Regions from separate parts of the Rattus norvegicus genome. Here region 2 is linked to region 1. The links are chromatin contacts, called in public Hi-C maps. All regions are on one chromosome and are shown on one strand. The core of a region is the stretch at or near the end of the contact, and the rest is flanking DNA. Distances in the headings are between cores, read along the strand shown.

The links. Hi-C and Micro-C count contacts between places; a contact is called where the count stands out from the background.
Region 2: a Hi-C map of kidney shows a contact between it and region 1, with 4 times the contacts expected there. The contact joins two enhancer-like sites. A contact is called at or near these places in 4 of 12 Hi-C or Micro-C datasets (Schwann cells, kidney and psoas muscle).

Annotation. Positions count from the first base shown.
Region 1 is chr5:77,214,083-77,219,715 of GRCr8, reverse strand. It overlaps a transcript of Pakap not described here. Among named protein-coding and RNA genes, the nearest start is that of Pakap, 180 kb to the left of the region's middle. Within about 2 kb of position 3,570, at least 4 of the 93 cell types and tissues checked have an H3K27ac peak or open chromatin away from gene starts, as enhancers often do. A contact at or near this core is called in kidney, where this site is marked.
Region 2 is chr5:77,269,997-77,275,772 of GRCr8, reverse strand. It overlaps a transcript of Pakap not described here. Among named protein-coding and RNA genes, the nearest start is that of Pakap, 130 kb to the left of the region's middle. Within about 2 kb of position 4,387, at least 12 of the 93 cell types and tissues checked have an H3K27ac peak or open chromatin away from gene starts, as enhancers often do. A contact at or near this core is called in kidney, where this site is marked.

The sequences.
Region 1 (5,633 bases), core at 2,321-4,820:
TTGAAAATTCTCTTTGACCCGATGACCACAGGCTGGCTTGCATCCCACAGCCTGCCCCTGTTTCAGAGAGCTCAGCTGTATGGTTTAGATGCTAAAGATTTGGGTCACGATACCTTGTTGCTTTCGTAACTGAGAAGGAAGGGAGAGGTGCAGAGGGAAACAACGAAACTAAACCTTTTGATACCAACTGAGTTTTATCCCAAACGGAATGACTGGAGAGGAGAGGAGTCTGTGTAAGCCTAAGTCAGGTCTAAGAAGCCAAGTTTCCTTATTACAAAACAGCTGAGGCTTTGGGCCAGGGGCCTAGGTTGCTGGATGGCCAGGCTATCACCTCACGCAGACAAACCTGAGTCTCAGGGTTGGGGAGCCTCTCAAGAAACAGTATCAAGAGGTTACACATGCTGTTGTATGGTCGTTTCACCAGTGAAACCTAACTCAGTCTCTGGGTGCCAAGTAGATATTGCTGTGCTAAAAATAACCAACGGGCAGAAGGTGCAATTTATACAAGGTTAATCAAGGCTTTACAGGCTGTGGCAAGCACGCAACAGCCTGCTTGCTTGGTTTCTCCCCCAGAGGAAACTGTAAAGAGCTATACGAACACAAGGCAGCTGTGGAGAACTAACGCAGGAGAGGAGGTTTGGATCATGGCTGAAGGGTCTTATAAAATGTCTCCAACCCTCCTGAGCATCCTCGGGGAAGAACACAAAGGACCTCTGACTCCGTAGAGTACTCCCATCATCCTCTGTTTGAAGTTCGCCCATGCATCCTTTTACCCAACGTTATGCAAATACCCTCCCAGTTCCCCGAAGGTGCTGAGCACCGGGAACAGGAAGATAAATCAAGTACAGAGTCTGCTCTTGAAAGTTCTCTGTCACCCGTCTAATGACAGAGTTGGAAAGGGCAGTGAGAGGGTAAAGAACAATGTGTTGGGGCTGAGTGTGGTAAAGCCCCAAGTTGTCCACACAGCATAATTTCTTCTTCTTCTTCTTTTTTTTTTTTTAACTTAATCCCATTTTGTTGGGAAGAGCAATGAGCCTAAATAAAATGCCCATACCACAGCTTCCACTTAGATAAAGGCAGCCATGGGGCAGTTTGGGTGAACAACATGTGAATAAAGGTGTGTGTGTGTGTGTTGGGAGAGGGGTAGAAACTTCCAGAAAAGCTCTGGGAGCAGCAGGAGTGTTGTTGTCGAAGGCACACACCCTGGCTTTGCTCTTTTTCTTACAGGTTCCTCATGGGAGAGTGTCCTAGCAGTTTTCAGTTGCTGCTGTGACACCCACTACAAGCTCAGTGTCTTTCAACAGAGATATATTAGTTTACATTTCCATGGGTCAAACATCTGACATGGCGGAGCATCGGGCAAACATCAGAATGTGTGTCAGCCTTTCGTTCCCTTCGCTCTTGGGGAGCGTCCAAGTCCTCCTCTCTTCTAACTCCCTGAGGCCATCTGCATTTCCTGATTCACGGACCTCTCCCTCTGTCTTTGAAGTGCATGTCTCATCTCTCTGAGGTCATCCCATCTCTGATTCTGCCTCTTGGTCTACATAATGGTTCGGAGAGTGTGCTCCCCACACACAATGAATGTGCTTGGCTCTCACTGTGGCAATGCTAAGGTAGTAACATTTTAAAAGGCAGATTCTTCTAGAAGGTCTTAGTCACTGAGGGGGCTATCCTTTAAAGGGGTTGATGTAGTTCTCTGAACCCCACAGTCCCTGTAGATGGTGTTGTAGAAACAGACAGCCTGACTCTTGGATCCCTATTTCCTGTCCCACCGTGTGGTTTCTTCCCACTTGCCCTCACGCTCATTCTCACGCCAAGAAGTAGTCAAGGGGGCCCTCACTAGAAGCCAGGCTACTGGTCTTTGACTTCCAACTTCTGAAACAGTCAAATTCACTTTTCTTTACAAAGTGCCTGTGTTATTTTTTCATAGTTGCATAAAACAGACATATACACATCTCCTCTGTCACCTGACTTAATATAGTTACAGAGTCAGAGGTTAGGATGTGAACATCATTGGGGGCTCACTGTTCTGATGGTCCTAGGATACGGTGCTACAGGAACAGTCACCTTAGTGCCCATAGAGGCAAGGATGTAGTAAGAACAGCTGAGTGCAGACAGCCAGAAGCAGCCTGGCACCCAGAAGCCATAATGGAACACACACCACCTCCAGAGCCTCTGCCTCCAGGTTTCTTATTATGAGTCGAAGCCACTGTTGTGGCCACAGATGAACGTATTTTCCTTCTGGTAAAAGATGGGGATGAAACTTGGTTGGGTAGACCACATACTAGTGAGGCTTTGAAGGGTACAAACTAGAAACAGCCATGATAGACAGAGGGCACGTCTCAGAATATTCTCTCTTCCTAATCACTCGGTGGCCTGTGGCCTTGTGTGGTCTTTTCAGCCAGACCTGGCCCCCTCTAGTTGCATGCCTCACCATGGTGCTTCAGAGAGGTCCCAACATCCCTGTCCACACCCCAACCGCTCTCCTGTGCTCTGCTGTTTCTTTTTCCCTCCCCTCAAAACACCTGGATTCCAAGACCCTACTGTAGGATGATGTCACAGGTGAGGCAGACACAGGATAGAAGGAGGCCTGTCATTGGAGGAGAAGGAAGGATGGGCGGGAGAGAAGTTTGAAGGAAGAGGAGGAGACTAGGGGAGAGAGGAAGAGACAGGGCAGAGGAGAGGGGCGGAGAAGCCGTGGCAGGACAAGATGGCAGGTGATGTTAAGATTCTGCTCTGTGTATTTACAGGTTGTTATTAATGTTCTCAAGGGATGGATGGTACCGGGCATTGTATGTTTAAGTGGGCAATTATATCTTACCAATTGGATCTAAGATTATTGTGTTGTGTGTTCTTTTATGTGAGGGTTTGAGTGTAGGAAAGTGTGCGGCTGGGATGTGTTTCCGCCAAGATATCTAGCAGATATCTGGGCACCGCGGTACAGAGCTACGGGGTAAAAGACACCGTTACTCCTTATTATTTTTATATTTTTACAACAACACTCTACTGTAAGCCAACCTCATTCTAAGACACAAAGAGAGGAGATGGGAAAGGCTGACTAACACTCAGTGCTGCTTCCCATGATCCTCTGCTGCATCTTTGCCCTCTGACCTACAAAAGGACATGTTTCCTTTTTCTGAGTGTCTTTCAGTTGAATTCAAAAGAGAACAATCATATTAAGAGTACAAGAAAGGTTGGAAAGGCACCATTCATTGTTGGTGGTGTTTTGATATTTATCTTGCCTTAACCTAACTGTGGGTTAAGGCAAGATAAATATCAAAACACCACCAACAGCAGCAGCAGCAGCAGCAGCAGCAGCAGCAGCAGCAGCAGCAGCAACAACAACAATAGCAGCAGCAACTATTCATGGACTCTCTAGGACCGTAAGGATATTCTGGAGCAGGCAAATACTCAACCGCTGGGCTATATCTCAGAATAATCTTGACAATGAATGGTGCCTTTCCAACCTTTCTTGTTAAGGAGAGACACACGGGGAGCGTTCCACACCACTGCCCGCTTGACATGAGCTTGAATGTACAAGCGCTCTCAGAAGGAAAGCTGATGTTGACGGGCCAAAGGTACTTCATCCACCTGTGCTCTTCCCTTGAACTGCACTTTCACAGCCGAGCAGTCAAGCAAGGTGCCTGTCCGCCCAGCCTGCCAAAATGAGAGCCCCAGGAAATGCTTCTCAGAGGCACAGGCTGCACCCACCCTTTATGTGTCCAGCCTGCATAAATACTGCAAAGGCGGCTGCTGGTTGCTCAGTTCCCACCCAATTCATGGTAACTCAGTCCCTGGAGTTGAGCAGGGTATACAGCGAAACAGGACAAAGCCTGCCATGTTGGCTAGTATTACATCAACTTAACAGGAAAACTGCAGTAGTGGTTCTTAACCTGTGGGTCGTGATCCATTGGGGGGTCACCTAAGACCATCAGAAAACACAGATATTTACATTACCATTCATAATAGTAACGAAATTCCAGTTATGATGTAGCAACAAAAATAATTTTATGGTTGGGGGTCAGACAACATGATGAACTGTATTAAAGGGTTATAGCATTAGGACAGTTGAGAACCACAATTATAGAGTTATCTGGAAGGAGGGAACCTTAATTGAGAAAATGTCTTCATAGGATCCAGCTGTAGGTATTTTCTTAATTAGTTATTGATGGGGGAGGGCCCAGTCCATTGTGAGTGATGCTGTCCCTGGGCTAGTGGTCCTGGATTCTATTAGAAAGCAGGCTGAGCAAGCCATAAGAAGCAAGCCTGTAGGCAGCACCTCTCCATGGCCTCTGCATCATCTCCTGCCTCGAGGTTCCGGTCCTGTTTGAGTTCCTGTCCTGACTTGCTTCAATAATAAAGAGCAATATAGTGTAAATCAAATAAACCCTTTCCTCCCTAACTTGCTTTTTGGCCAGGATGTTTCACTGTAGCAACAGAAACCCTAACTAAGGGACTCACATTTCTCAGCATTCTTTGTGGCCACAGGTAGCCCATTCTTGCCAAAGGGACATAAGTGAAAATATTATAGGGTAGCTTCTAGAACCTTTTTCAGTCCCTTGCTTCTTTGGCCATTCTCTAACCTTCTTCCTGAAATGAGTCCGTGGAGGTAAAGCTTAAACTACCACGTAGAACACCCAGGACAAGGGCCATCTTCGGTTAGGAGAGGTGATGTGCTAGAGGAAGACTGGGCCCCTGACGAACTTGCAGAGGACACCCCAGATGGCTCATGGCTATCTATGTCTCCTGGAGGGAGACATAAACCTCGTGTTTAAGCCACTGTCGCTGTAGCTCTCTTGACATGAACCTACAGCTTATTCCAATCAATACAGGACGCATACATTGTTGAGTTTTGAGTGAATGCTTAGAAGTTTTCTGAAGTTTTCCAAGATTTGGGGCTGAAGCCAGTGACAACATAGAGCCACAATAATGTCCCAGTAGAAGGGTTTAAAAAAGAAGCAAGGCTTATTAATTCATTACTGCTAATCAACCTTTGTAACTAAGGCTTGGCTAGAACTGTGCCCCTACACCCTCCCTGAAGTGAAAGCCTCAGCAGGGGAAGTCAGCTGGCTGCAATCGTTAGCATCTTTTTGTGACACTGACCTTGAGCTACTCTGCCAGCTGAACTCATCAGGGCAAGCCTTAAACGCTGGCCTCACAGAAAAAGCCATTGGTGGCTTTGGGGTTCCAGGCGCATACTGGAGGCCAAACACAGATGTGGTTCAGAGGTGACCATAGAAACAAACAAAGGTTGAGAACAGCTGTGAATTTTACAAGTCTATGGCTTTCCATTTTCCTCAATCCCTCTCCCTTTAAACACTATCCATTCATCTAGTGAGGAAAAAAAAAATGTCCGGTCTTCCCTGGGAACTACCCATCAGAGGTTCTACCTCGTATGAAGGAGCAGAGGCTACCTAACCAAAACCAGTGTGGTAGCCTGTCATTCCAGCACTCATCAGGAGGCAGAAGGATCAAGAGTTCCAGGCTACCTCTGCCATACAAGGAATCTGAGGCTAGCCTGAGCTATATGAGGCTCTGTCTCAAGACAAACAAGCAGACAAACCTAACTGACCTAGGCCAACAACTCTCCTATTCAGAAGTCTGTTGCTTTAAAATAATGAGCCAAGAAGAGA
Region 2 (5,776 bases), core at 3,138-5,637, 55 kb before region 1:
AATGATTCAGGAAAACACATCTAATAACAGCTAATCAAATACCCTCTCCCCGCTGAGCGCAGGCAGCTTCTGGCCCTTCAATTCCTCCAGCGCTGACTCAAAGAACACATTATTCCAAGGCTTTAATAGACACTAGCTCTCCTTGTATTTTGAAGCAGGCCCAGGTTAATTGTTTTCAGATCTGGGTTTTGGTGATGGTGGGGTTCAGATTTCTTTTGAGTTTGATGAAGAATTACCTGTTGGAGCCAGTTTAATGAGGAGAGAGAGATGTCCGATTAACTGAGAGGTCTGCAGCAGGTGACGGCTCAGTAGAGTTCCATAAAGCAATTAAACACACTCCACATGGGGTAAAAACCTAGGCACCTTTTACCTCATTACAGGTAGCAAATGCCTAGTTTAGGGATATGATGCGGATCAGCCCTGTTTTCTAAAATCTGAGCAGACAAACTTCCTGGAGTCCTTAATAAATTCCTTAATTAATTCCTTAGTAAAAAAGGACCTACCTTGTATTACTGGTGACTTGGGGTTGTTTGAGGTCTCGGGGTCTCAGGCATGCTAAGAAAGATGCTCTACAATACAGCTACACTCCCGGCCTTTCAGCGGTAAGTTGTTCTGTGTACGCTACCTTTAATTAATTAATCAGCTACGTAACTACTTCTTTTTTTAATGTTGTTTTAACCTTTATTTACCCTTATGTGTGTACCTGTGCATACACGTGTGGATGTCAGTTGGTGTCAGATTCTCAGAGTTACAAGCAGTTGTGAGCCCCCCGAAGTGGGCGCTGGGAACCAAACCTGGGTCGTCTGGTAGAGCAGCAAGTACTGAGCTTTTGAGCCATCTCTCCAGGTCCAAATCACCTTATTTACGTTGAAGTGCTGGGATGGATCCCAAAACCAGTTACTGCACTGTTACTATATCCTGAGGCCTGTGTCATGATTAATATGGTGGCTCTCAACCTCTGGGTCAAGATCCCTTTGAGGGGGGTTGAATGACCTTTTCCCAGGAGTTGCCTACAATCATCGGAAAACACTAATATTCATATTACAATTCATAACAGTAGCAGGATTACAGTTATGAAGTAGCAACAAAAATTTTTTTATTGTTGCGGGAGGTCACCATTGTATTTAAGGGTCACAGCATTGGGGAGGTTAAGAACCTCTGTGGCTAATACATGGATCACCTGATTCCACATACAAGGATATTCTCTGGATTATAATTTTAATTAGAAATCCATCCAGGAGACTAGTACTGTGCCTCACAGCACCAATTTACTTTATCTATCCCAGTAGTATTGCTACAGCCAAATGGGATCAAGGCAATGGAAGAATTAGCTTCAAAAAATGGCCAAGAGGGGGCTGGAGAGATGGCTCAGAGGTTAAGAGTACTGGTTGCTCTTCCAGAGGTCCTGAGTTCAATTCTCATGACCATCTATAATGAGATCCTTCTGGTGTGTCTGAAGGCAGCAGTATACGTGAAATAAATAAAACAAATCTTTAAGAAAACAAGCAAAAAGAAATGGCCAAGAACAAAAGGAAAGACGAAGCCATGTACACCTTAGGGGTCCCCAGCACCCACCAGGCTTCCAGGCTTTGGATAATATTTACTTCTTGATGCTGAAAGAGGACATGCACTGCGGTCATTTATTTAATAAGTTCACATCTTAACAGTTGCTGGTTTGTAGAAAGTATTTCCTAGGTCCTGATGGGCATGCTGATTTTCATGATTTTATGTAAAATGTCGTAGAAGAGAGGTCCATGCCCAGAAAGATCCTGGAGCCCAGCCTCAGAGCAAAGTTTGAGTCTTCTAACCACAAGGAGAGCTCAGCACTGACTCTCCTATTCTGGCTGCCCCCGTGTCATGGCAGTGCTTAGGAAGATGCCAGCCCACACCATGCCATTAGTAATTCAGGCAGAAATAGAGGTATATACCCACACATACACGGCAGGAAATAATGCCACCGTGCTATAACGCCAGCATTATATTCCACTGGGTGAACACACACGCACACACAGGCACGGCATGCGTGTTACCAAGTAAGAAAAGTACACAGTAGTATACATAGTACCACTTTTGTGACTATGTCTGAAATATCCTTTAATCCTCCTGCCTCCACCTTCCAAGTGCTGGAATTGCAGTGTGCGCCATCATGCCCTGCTTATGTGAAACTATTCTCTATCCTTTCTGTAAACTGAAGTCTCTCCTCCTAACAGCTTTGGGGAATACAGATACCAAAGACCTCTGGTTCTGCAGAAAAGGAAACAGGCAAAGATCATGGGACCAGCCAACATCCTGCTCGGAACTCATCCCCAGACACTGTAGATAGCATTGAAAACTAGGCCCTTAACCCCAGCGAGAGCCTTCCTCTAAGATGGCATAATGTTCAGGAAAACGCCTAGCACAGCAAAATGATAGGGTTAGAAATCACCAATTAGAGCAATTGCTCTGTACGGGCAGTGCCAGTGCCTTGCAGTCAGGCAGCCAGAGCTCCTGCCTGGCAAGTGGGACTTTCCTTTTTAAAAAATGGCGCTGGAGATTAAATCACAGCCTCATAGGTCCCCAGATATTGGAGCCTATATTTTAACAAGTGAACCAGGCAGGCATAGGATTTATTTCTAGAAGGCAAATGAAACAAGAAGAGCTTTTCTCTCTCCCCTCCCCAACCCCCTCCGCCTCACAGAGTCTCAATTATGTCTCAGCCTTCAGATTGCTAAGATACTAAGAGGTTGTGTAACACCTCTGCTATGAGAAGTTGATACAGAGCCTTTTCAACATACTTGAGTGAGTTCTCTCACTTGGACCTCTCAGGCACCTTGAGAAGAAAGAACTCTGCATGAAACCTGGGCAGCTTAGTATGTTTCTGTTTTGTTTTCAAAAACTTTCTCTCTCTCTCTCCTCTCCTCTCTCCTCTCTCCTCTCTCCTCTCTCCTCTCTCTCTCTCTCTCTCTCTCTCTCTCTCCCCTCTCTCTTTGCGTTTGTGTGCACACGAGCGTGTGTATGCAGTGTGCATACGTGTGTGTTTGGACGCCTGAAGAGGCCAGAAGAGAGTGTCATGTCCCAGGAGATGGATTTACAGGCCTTTACGAGTTCTCTTATGGGTGCTGGGAACCAAATTCCAGTCTTCTGCAAGAGCAGCAAGTGTTCCTAACCACTGAACCATCTTTCTGGCCCCATAAATTGGTCTTCCTTCCTCCCTCCCTCCATTTCTTTTCCTTCTCTTTCATTTTCTTGTTCTTTCTTTCTTTTTCTTTTTTTTTCTTTTGAGACAGGGTCTCCCCAGCATTGCTCTGGCTCTCCTGGAGCTCACTCTTTAGAACAGGCTGGCTTTGACCATATAGATATTGTCCTGCCTCTGTCTCTTGAGTGCTGGGACTAAAGACTGTGCCATCCTGAGTTCTTAAACACAGATGCACACCACTTCATCGAGATGATTGCTTCATTAAAAAAATAAATAAATAAACTAAAAGCTCTGCAAGTCAGCCCTTAAAATGGCCAAGAAATCACAAGGAGAATTCCAAGAAAAACAAAGAAGAAGGTGACTTAAAGGGATGGGAACCACATCTGTACTCAAAGATTCAGAGGGGGACATCAACAACTTCCAGTAAGATTCTTCTTTGAGTGTGGAGTGCCTCAGACTGGGGAAGGCTGAACTAGTACAGGAAGAGAACCTTGGTAGCAGCATCAGTAAGGTGGGGTAGTGACTGGCTGAGAGACAGATTCTACCTCCCATAGGGCATCTCTGACTATATCTTTGAAATCAGCGAGTCAACTGGTCACAAAGAGAGCGTTCCAATCCCAATCCGTTAAGTTTCCTGAGTTCAGGCAGGCTACTAAACATTGGTTGAATAGCTAGAGAGCCTGGCCTCTCAGATACTTGATATCCCAGTCATTTCTCCTGAGCAAGCTGACCTCCTCAGCATGTCTCAGCCTCATCCCTAGACCACGGCACTGGGAAGGATGGGGCTTTCCTTCTTCTCCCTTCTCTGTCTCCTCCATCCATCTCTGAAAGACAAGCACCCAGCCATTCACTCACCCCCTCACCTCCAGGGTTTTCTGGTAAACACTTCTTAACTCCAACATTATGATTTGGGGAAAAGCTAAGACCTACCACCTTCTCACCACATTCCAGGGCAGGCATGGGTAGCCATCGGAAGTGGCTCTGGGCCCTCAGAATGGCTACTCAAGGGCTCTTCTCCTAAACTCAAGAACTGGGTCTCCTTGTCCTTATTGTGAATTGAGCATGGAGACCTTGGGAGACAGTCATGTTTCCAGCAGTGGAAAGAGACTGCCTGAAAGGGTGCTGGCTAAAGAGAGTGGCAAGGGGTCAGCAGCATGGCTCAGGAATCTGGAATCCCTGGTTAGTCACGCTCAAGCCCTGGTTAGTCACAGTGCCTAGCTGGCCCTTTGTCCTTCCTGTCATCAGGCTGTGTGCGTTAATAAACACTCAACCCCCCCCCACCCCCAGACCAGCTCAAACTTGGTTTTGTGTCTTGCAATCCAAAGACTCCTGACAAACATATGCTTGGGCTCCTTCTGGCAGAAAATCACGAGGAAGCACGTGATCACTCTGTCTCCTTTCCGTCAGTATTTGAAGTCTGAGAAATCTGGAAGGCACATGTAGCCTAGAGGAGAGGTGGGGGAGCAGGGGCACTGGGCTGCCCAATTCTGCAAAAGCACAGCTGGGGGCAGGCTGTTAAAATCCATGCAAACAGAAAGCAGAGAGGCCAGATCGGCTCAGTTCCAATAAAAGCTGGAGTTGACATTAGGTCAACGTAATTCCAATAAATAAATCTTGGAGTTAGTCCCATAAAAATTGTGTGTGTGTGTGTGTGTGTGTGTGTGTGTGTGTGTACATGTGTGTGAGTGTGTACATGTGTGTGAGTGTGTATGAGCGTGTGTGCACGTTTGTGACTGTATATATAAGTGGTGTGTATATGTGTTTGTGAGAGTGTGCACATGTGTGAGAGTGTATGTTTTTGTTTGTGAAAGTGTGTGTGAGTGTAAGGGTGTGTGCACATATGTGAGTGTGTGTGCTGTGAGTTTGTGTGAGAGAATATGTGTAAGTGGTGTGTGTATGATGAATGAGTGTGTATGCGTTTGGAGTGTAAGTGTGTGTGTGTGAGAGTGTGAGTGTATGTGTGTCTGTGAATGTGTGTGCATACATCTGAGTGTTTGTAGATTCGAGTTTGTGTATATGCGAAAGTACGTGTGTGAGTGTATATATGTGTATGTGTGAATGTGTGTATGTGTTAATGCATGTGTGTGTATGTGTGTGTATGATGTGTGTGAGTGTATATGTGTATGCATGTCTATGAATGTGCATGCATGCATATGATTGTGTGCATATTTGAGTTTGTATGTATGTGAAAGTATGTGTGTGAGTATATATGTGTGTACGTGTGAATGTGTGTATGTGTTAATGTATGTGTGTATATGTGTGTGTATGATGTGTGTGAGTGTATATGTGTGTCTATGTGTGAATGTATGTGTGTGTTTATGTGTGCATGCATTTCTATATAAATACCCATGTTGGGTGTTCTTTTCTATCAGTCTCACCTTACTACCTTGAGGCACAGTCTCCCACTGAACCTGAAACTGAACATTTGTATTACTTATCCTTTTCTATTTTGCTGTGACAAAAATGCCATGACCAAGTCAACTTATAAAAGAAAGCATTGGACTCAGCTTACTGATTCAGAGGCTTAGTGAGCACATTATTAGAGCAAATGCATGCAGGTGGGAACAGCAGGAGCTCACATCTCAAAACCACAAGCAGAAA